3 separate regions of the Mus musculus genome follow, and regions 2 and 3 are each linked to region 1. A link is a contact called in public Hi-C and HiChIP or PLAC-seq data. All regions are on one chromosome and are shown on one strand. Each heading gives the region's core, a stretch centred on a gene start, on an enhancer-like site or on the middle of the called end of the contact. The rest is flanking DNA. Distances are from core to core; before and after follow the strand shown.

What was found. Hi-C and Micro-C count contacts between places; a contact is called where the count stands out from the background. HiChIP or PLAC-seq counts read pairs in DNA pulled down with a chosen protein or histone mark.
Region 2: a contact with region 1 is called in a Hi-C map of bone marrow-derived macrophages, with 3 times the contacts expected there. The contact joins two enhancer-like sites. A contact is called at or near these places in 1 of 15 datasets of contacts at CTCF or cohesin (the NIH/3T3 cell line), 10 of 484 Hi-C or Micro-C datasets (bone marrow-derived macrophages, embryonic stem cells, epidermal suprabasal cells and 4 more), 3 of 115 datasets of contacts at active chromatin or transcription factors (heart atrium, microglia and neural progenitor cells) and 1 of 9 other capture datasets (bone marrow-derived macrophages).
Region 3: a contact with region 1 is called in an H3K27ac HiChIP or PLAC-seq map of microglia, with 2.7 times the contacts expected there. The contact joins two enhancer-like sites. A contact is called at or near these places in 4 of 484 Hi-C or Micro-C datasets (the HPC-7 cell line, bone marrow-derived macrophages, liver and 1 more) and 1 of 115 datasets of contacts at active chromatin or transcription factors (microglia).

Annotation. Positions count from the first base shown.
Region 1 is chr2:160,150,698-160,153,450 of GRCm38.p6, forward strand. No RefSeq gene overlaps it. Among named protein-coding and RNA genes, the nearest start is that of Gm34741, 18 kb to the right of the region's middle. Within about 2 kb of position 1,329, at least 18 of the 459 cell types and tissues checked have an H3K27ac peak or open chromatin away from gene starts, as enhancers often do. A contact at or near this core is called in bone marrow-derived macrophages and microglia, where this site is marked.
Region 2 is chr2:160,067,634-160,070,333 of GRCm38.p6, forward strand. No RefSeq gene overlaps it. Among named protein-coding and RNA genes, the nearest start is that of 9130015L21Rik, 52 kb to the left of the region's middle. Within about 2 kb of position 1,323, at least 41 of the 459 cell types and tissues checked have an H3K27ac peak or open chromatin away from gene starts, as enhancers often do. A contact at or near this core is called in bone marrow-derived macrophages and microglia, where this site is marked.
Region 3 is chr2:160,275,131-160,278,151 of GRCm38.p6, forward strand. It overlaps Gm46773. Among named protein-coding and RNA genes, the nearest start is that of Gm34805, 27 kb to the left of the region's middle. Within about 2 kb of position 1,336, at least 19 of the 459 cell types and tissues checked have an H3K27ac peak or open chromatin away from gene starts, as enhancers often do. A contact at or near this core is called in bone marrow-derived macrophages and microglia, where this site is marked.

The sequences.
Region 1 (2,753 bases), core at 79-2,578:
GAAGAAGAAGAAGAAGAAGAAGAAGAAGAAGAAGAAGAAGAAGAAGAAGAAGAAGAAGAAGAAGAAGAAGAAGAAAAGAAGAAGAAGAAGAAGAAGAAGAAGAAGAAGAAGAAGAAGAAGAAGAAGAAGAAGAAAAGAAGAAGAAGAAGAAGAAGAAGAAGAAGAAGAAGAAGAAGAAGAAGAAGAAGAAGAAGAAGAAGAAGAAGAAGAAGAAGAAGAAGAAGAAGAAGAAGAAGAAGAAGAAGAAGAAGAAGAAGAAGAAGAAGAAGAAGAAGAAGAAGAAACCAGAGCTAGGAAAGGACATTTCTTCAATGACACATTTGCTTATGCCTCTATGTGGAAAAAAAAGAGGTGAGATGAATTGGAAGGAATATATTACCCCACAGAACAAGTCCTAGGGTAGAATTGAGTCTGAATTTTCCTGAACCAACAACACAGTATCCATTGGTTTCTGCTGCAGAAGCAGACAGGTGCTCTCTCCCAGAAGTTTCATAAAGAGCCCTGAAAAAAAAAATCAAAGCCAACCAGTTCCCTCCATGCCTTTGAAGCCCAAGTCAGGCCAAGCTACCTACACAGCCCTGGCCTGGCCTGTTGGAGCCTGTTCTCTTTGTGCATACTCCCTCTAGAGCCTAAAGAGGCTATTGTATTTAATTATTTATGTGGACAACATGTGACATAGATTCAACTGAAAAAAAATTGTAAGCATCTCCTTCTTGCCTCCAGAACATCCTGAGAGCAATAAACTTCAGTTTCCCTCTAAGGGATCCATACATAGGGCTGTAGGACTAAGTAAACCTGTGCTTCTTTTATACAAATAAGACTTATGCCCTTCATACATCATTCTAGATCTTTTTCTGTCTGCTTCAGCTTAAGAACTTTGCCCTAAGATTGGGAATGTCTATAACATCTGTCAAAGCATCTTTCCACATAGGCTAAATGTACATCTCTAGCTAGACCTTCACAGAGCTACCACTGGGACATTTCCAAAACTGCCCTGCTAAAACCAGTTTGTGATTGCGATGCTGTACAGTGACCGCCACACGCGTGTAAAGGGTGCCTGTCCGAGCAAGTCCTGGAGGAGTATTTCACGCTGCACTCAGAACCTGCATTCTAAAACATTTTTTAAGCTGTGAAATTGCCTGCACGAAGCTTGTAGGAATGGATCCCCCACCCAGGAGTCAGGCCCTGTTTGCCTTGACAGTGTTATCAAGCCTCTTACCTTTGTAACAATAAACATACGAATGTCATGAAAGATCTGGTGACTTGATAGAAGGGTGTGTGTGTGTGTGTGTGTGTGTGTGTGTGTGTAAACCACTGAGTCATGCATCTAATTTTAGCATACTTAAAATCCTTCAGTGCATGCATGCTATAGCTCAGGAACCCTGAAAACAAAACAATATGAAAAGAAAGCATGAAGCTAAGATTAAGGGGTGCTAGGATCTCCTTCTTATAGTGGTCTTGAAATGCTCTGTTGAAATCTAAAGGCAGAATGGAGCTCCCACGCAGGAGCCAAACACGTGGAGAAGGGCCTTCAGACACAAGGAAGAACAGTCTAAGGACAGGGAAGAACTCTGGCTTACTTGGGGAAGTGAAAACAGCAAGCTATGGGGACTGCCTCAGAGGAGTTGGGAAGGTTATCAGAGGCCAGATCAAACAGAGCCTATTGGGCAAGAGGCTTGAGTTATTTTTCTCATTGAAATGGGAAGCCATTGAAGGACCGAGCACATGAGAGGCATGATACATTATACTTGCTTTCTTTTGTCACACAGCTGCTATATGGAAGTTAATTTTAGGGGCCAAGAATGGAAGCTTGAAGGCAAGGTAGAAGATTGTTCCATTTTTAAATACAGCCATGGGTCCCGAGTGATAATAAAAAAAAAAAAATGGTTAGCTATTGACTTCCTGCTTCAGCCAAGTGAGCCAAATAGGTAGTGCCAAGCACCAGTGTGGTAATCCTTGGTAGGTCTAAGCTGAGGTTATGGTCTTCTCTTAATCATATTAAGTTGTAGATGTCTAAGAAGTGGGAAACATCAAACTGGAACCAGCCCGGAAAGAATAGTTAGTGAGCTGTGAAATGCCTGTCTCCAAGCATTTGCCCATGAGCCCAAACCACATCACTCAGGCACAAGCATTTATGGGTATTGTCTTTGTGCAGCTATGGAGTGAGAAGCTCTCTGTTTCATGGCTAAAGTCTTCTCCCCAGCGTGACTGCAAGCTCTTCAAAGGAAGAGATTAACTAACAAGCCTCCAAAACCAGAGCTCCCCAAAGGGGTACGCAGATAAATTGATGGCTCTGGTCAGACTTTGCTCATCAGTTATATGATCTCAGAGTAGAGTCCAGTGCGAGCAACCTGGGCCCAGCCATTGGCAAGGGGAGAGGAGAAAGTCCAACTAACTGCTCACTTTGTTGGGGGGTCATAGGAACAGAGCCACAACTTCCAACATGTAGATAGCCAAATGCAGAAGGGGACATTGTTGATGGTGGCAGATCTTATGTTACCTTCACCAAATGATTGGTCTCATACAGCTCCTTCTTTGTCAAACCTCCACTGCCACCTCATAACACCAGGCCCACAACTTCACCATCCAACTCTTTGCCTAAAAGGGCCAGTTCACATTCACAAGGAAAGCACACGGGGATGCCAAGACATATCAATGCTCAGGGGAATAAAATGGAATGTTCTTTTCCACTTGTGAAATAGTTTTTTGAAGATTAATAGTATCCAATGTTTAAATTAGAAAAGACTACACCT
Region 2 (2,700 bases), core at 73-2,572, 83 kb before region 1:
TATATGGTGAGTTAACATACTTAAGTACTCTCACACACAAATAACGTAATATTCCACAGACAAAGATGTAAATAAGGTTGATGTCTGAGAAAGTTTGTGGTCCTAAGAAGCAAATTCCAAATTAGCTTTAAGACTGAGAAAAGAAACGGTAACTATGAAGTCCAGGAGTGACCATAGAACTGATAAGATTAAAAGTATTCTCAATGAGGAAAGAAGAGGCAGTCCGAGTGGTCCCCAGCTAGCAAAGCCCTATGACAGGTACAGTCACATAGAGAATGGGATGCTCTTGTCCCTTTAATTGATGTCCTAGTCCTGGAAGCCGCCTCCACCCAAGTTCAGCAAAAGCACACGGCTGAGTTTTCCTTGTGGTTGCTTTGGTTTGGCATGTCAGTTAATTTTGTTTGGTGGAAAAAAAAAACACGAAGTGGCTGGTTCTGACGTCGAAATCTGTGCGGTTCAAAACAATGATCGCATGGTAGGGAGCAGGCGGCTGTGAGTCAGAGAGATTATGGAAATGCAGCAAGATGTTGTGAAGGAACACGGAACTGGGGACACTTGAGGGCACCTATCCCAATCTCAGCAGCCTGTGCTCCTCAACATTTGAGTCACACAAGGCAAACATCAAAAAAAAAATGTAAATAAATTATTTCAAAAAGCTCTTTGAAGTAGTAATTAGCATCATTTGAAAAAAATCTGCTCAATTTTACCTTTTGATTTTCAAGTAGCCTTTTAGCTTTGTGCATGTAACTAGTGCCTCCCCAATACCTTTATTATACATAGAAAATTCTTTCTATGTTATGTTGTCCTCATTTTCATCGTGATGGGGTTTCTGCAACAGCATTTGGTAGAAGCCGTGAAGGAACACTTCTGTCCTAAGTCGGAAGTGTTGGTGTCTGTCCTTAAGTCCCGTGAAAATGGAAACAAATACTAATGAAGAGTTCACAGTTGAAGATGAAGAGAATAAACGGAGCCTGGCACCTGAGAAGAGAGCAAAGTTCTGCCATCACAGTATGTGGTGCTGACGTCGCATCTCCTGAGCTCCACGGATATGAGAATTCTACTCATCCCATTTTTTCTTCTCTATGTTCCCAAGAATCTGGAGACGTGGCTGGCAAAGCACACAGGTATTGTCTAGAACTCTGTGGATGAAGTTGCACCATTCATAGCGATGAAGATTCCATCAAAAGGCAGAGCAGATTCTCCAAGTCACAGAATCCCAGGGCCAAACTAAGGATTCAACTGAATTTGACTGCACAGTTCCCTGATCTTCAGAAGGCACTGATCTTTCTTCCTCCTTAGAGAGCTGGGCTTCCTGTTTCCTTGGTCCCGACTTGCTGCCTGCAGTGATAGAATCCTCAGCCCGTTGCAACACTTAAAGCAGTGGTTTCCCACAGTGAGGAGAGGTATGATTGCACTTGGAGTTAGATAAATGTGTAGGACGTGGATGTCTGCTCATTTAACTTGTGCCTATTGCATGACTAATCCCTCTTGGGAGCACCACTTTGGTGGTCAATTCAGACCTCTATAGATGCCTTTTACCTTAGGTTGTATGTTCTTTGACATGCATGAAAGAGCTAAAATTTCCTGAGAAATTGTGATACCCTAGAAACCTTTAACAACTGACAGTCAGGTAAAGTTCAGGCACTTACCTGCACTGAGCCAGGACACCTGTGTGCTTCTGTCTCCATCCCATTTCACCAGGCCTTACACTCAGGAGCAGTTGGCCAACACAAGATGGACTCCATGGGTTTCTTTTACTGATACGGTTGGAGGTAGAGGTGGTTTAGTAGGTTGCTTTTTCTGCTTCTTTTGGGTTTTTTTTTTTAGTTTGTTTTGTTTGTTTATTTGTTTGTTCAGGGACTGTGTGTGTGTGTGTGTGTGTGTGTGTGTGTGTGTGTGTGTATCTTTTAATGAATTAAAAACAGACTCTTCTCCCCAAAGGATACATTCCAACTACAGTTCCCCTCCCTCTACTCCTCTCAGCTCTGCCTCCTACCTCCCCTTGCCCCCAGATCTACTCCTCGTCCATTTCCCTTCAGAAAGAACCAAGCCATCAAGAGAGACCAATCAAACACAACAATTGTTAGTTCATGTAAAGAGAAAGAGAGAGAACATGATGTTGGGGTGGACAGGGAAGAGAGAGCCTATGAGAAGGATTGGGGAAGGGAAAAGAATATAATTAAAATGTGTTGTATAAAATATTTTAGTTAACATGATTCTTAAAAAATAGATTGATATGAATTTACCCTCTGCCAGACCTTGCCTGCACCCTTTCTTTGCTTGGCTTTCCCCCCACTTTCTTGTCCTTCTCCATTTCCCTTCACTGGTTTACTGCAAATGATTTCATAGTTAAAGGTCTGATTCTGTGCAGTTTAACTCAAATAATATTTCCTTTGTTATTTATTCCCTACCCTACCCTACCTACCCAGACCTGGTCATATAAAGAACTAGATACAAGCACCCCAAACACAAAGGGCTAATCAATACATCTTAGGCTTTTATTCAAAGGAGGCTTTTTTCTACATCCAAAAACAACATAGATTTTGAGTTTGCTGTTATTGAAATAATTGGAGACCAGGGAGATCTGCCATTCTCTTCAAGAAAGGTCAAAGTTACCTTTGGGGATCATGCAGAACCGAAGCCATCTTGAAAAGCATCATAAGAAGTTCCCCCTCTATCTGGCCAACATAAAACCAGACC
Region 3 (3,021 bases), core at 86-2,585, 120 kb after region 1:
CCTCCAAAACCCTGTTTTCTTTCCAAACGTTTACATCAGTTTACAATTGTGAATTCACTGATGTGACCATATGACTACTCTTTTTAAACTACAACCCCCCAAAGAGCACAGCATGCCTCTTTCTGTGCAATCTTGCAAGCCCAGGCCCTGGTGCAGAGCAGCTCATAGCATTAAATGGAAAGATGAGTCAATGAATCAATGAATCAATGAATCAATGAATGAGGATCAGTTCATATATGGGCGTTGGCTGAGGTCCCTTATTTAGCAATCAAGAGAGACGGGAGAACTGGATGAGCTAGGAATGAACAGTGGAGGGAAGAGTTGTTGAAAGATTAAGAACCCTATGCTGAGACATCCCATTGTCTCTCTGCAACTGGCAAGGCCCCGTTGTCATCGGCTTATTTCTGCACCAAGGAAGGATATAAATTATGCCTATTCCCTTTCAGACCAATGGCACAACACATTCACCTTCTCACTTTGGGAATCTTAGATAGTTCTCTAGATTCCTCAGAAATTGGGAGAGTGCATCAAGGAGACAGAAAGAAGGATGTGTTTGTTACAGTCACTTCTCCAAGGAAGAAACCAGAGAACAGAAGCAAGTATACATGTATATGTATGTGTGTGTGTGTGCACAAAGGGGTAGACAGAGACAGAGACAGAGAAAGCAAAGAGAGATATAGAGATAGAGATGGCAGGACATTGAGACAAATAAGGAGGACAGAAAGAGATAAGGACACACTCTAAAAAATAAACAACCCCAATCGGATACCTAGATCTTGAATGACATCGCCACCAGTGACATAGTTAGATTTCTTTCATGTTCTGGGAATTCTGCTTGCTGTTGGGAACACCACATTTGTTTCTTGGGGTCCAGAGCCTTGATACAGTGTGGTGTATGCTGAGACTCTGAGTGGACACTCACTCTCAGTTACAGTCCATGCTGAGAGGGAAGTACAGGAGCCAAAGCAACAGAGAGAAGGGCACCTGACCTGGCCTGGAAGTCAGCAGAGACTTGTGAGAGGAACTGAGAGCAAAGCTGCTTCACGATGACCCCTCCACACCTCAACTTCCTCATACTTGACTAGAGCCCATGAGTCCCACCGCCCAGAAGAATGGTGTTAGCATGCCCTTAGTGAGCGATTACTTTGTGCCAGCTGCTAACTGAAGCATTTGAACGCTATCTCATGAATCCTATATCACAAATCTAGAAAGTATATATAAATACCTCTCTATTACAAAAGCGTAAACTGACCTTTAAGGAAGTCAGGACAGTGCTGTCACTATGACCTGTCTTTCTGACATCACCCTGAGAGGCAGGGTGCTCTGTCCCCTCTATACTTTGACCATGAAAGTCTTTCAGCTCAAAATAAACCATCAACAGATTTCAGTTCCTTTTCTGCCCTCCCCTCACCCTCCACTTTCCTCCATAAAGGAATAAAACCATAAGAGATCCCAGAATCTTCTGACTTTTCATTTATTTCTCTGGATTTTGTGGGGACAATTTTCCTAAATAACTCTAGTCTACAGAAGGGTCCAGAAGGGAGATCAAGTTGTGGAGGACTTTTCCAACTTCCAGAACAATAAACCGAATTCCTGAGTCCATCTACATCCTTGATCCCTACTCAGGGGAGGTGCCAAGGAAGGGAATACCAGCTCTGCACTAACAGAATGTAAGCATCCACTCAGAGACTCAGCATACACCACACTGTAGCAAGGCTCTGGAACCCTAGAATCAAGTGCGGAATTCCCAGGACACCAGCACATGAAAGAAAATTAACCACGTCCCTGGTGGCAATGTCATTCAAAACTATTTGATCTAGGTGTCTGAATGGGGTTATTTCTTTTTAAGAGTGTGTCCCTATCTCTCCGTCCCCATTATCTGTCCCTGTGTCCTGTCTGTCTGTCTCTGTATCTATCTGTGCTCTGTGCTCTCTCTCTCTCTCTCTCTCTCTCTCTCTCTCTCTCTCTCTCTCTCTCTCTCTCTCTCTGTGTGTGTGTGTGTGTGTGTGTGTGTGTGTGTGTGTGTGTGTGTGTGTGTGTGTGTTCTAAGGAATTCAGAGAACTATCTAAGATTCCCAAAGGAAGAAGGTGTTTGTGTTGTGCCATTGGTCTGGAAGAGAATAGGAGTCATTTATATACTTCCTAGGTACAGAAAGCACCTGGGGCTAGAGGCAACTGAGTTTAGAGACCAGCTGCCAAGGTCTCCCAATGATGCTTTCCAAAAGTCAGTTCAACTCCCAAGATGCTCGCAGCCTGACCTCACCCTGCAGCCTCCGAGGCTTGTGTTGAGAGCTACAGAGCCCCAGCCAGGGCCCGCCAGCCCCTCCTGAGGACTGGCTCCACCTCACCTCTTCAATGCATCACCTATCAGCCCAGCCCTGACTCCCCTCTGACCCATGCTAGGCTCTTATACTGTATTTCAAGGTTTAGTCTCACGAAAGATGCATTTACTCAGCCCTCTGATTTACTCATTCACGCATTATTGAGGCACCAAACTGCTCTTCCCTTCAAAGAGCAAAATTGGGGGGCGGGCATGATGCTAAAGTCACTGGGACAGGGTCCTGCTTTCCCAGCTCAGCTCATCTGAGGGTGACTGTCATGACCAGCCCCAATTCAATACAATGACACCCAGAGACTCTGCCCCAAATGAGTAGGACCTAAGCTTGCTGTTCACTTGCTATGGTAGCAGGATTTAGTAGATACTTGGGTCCTGGGAGTCCTGAGACCCTCAGATTTCTCTGAGATGCAGTTCCTAAGCCATATTCTTTATCCTGGGCTCAGCTGACTTTTCAGCTTCCATAAACCAACCAAGTACATGAGCTTTAGAGTTGACAAAACTTAGACTCAAAATTGCATTCTGTCATCTTCTAGCCTCGTGATCTTAACCAAACTGTAAAATATATATATATATACACACACACATACATACATATATATATATATACACATATGTGTGTGTATGTGTGTGTTACCCTCAGTTTTCTGCCTATAAAATGGGTTTAGTTGTAGTAGTACCTGCTT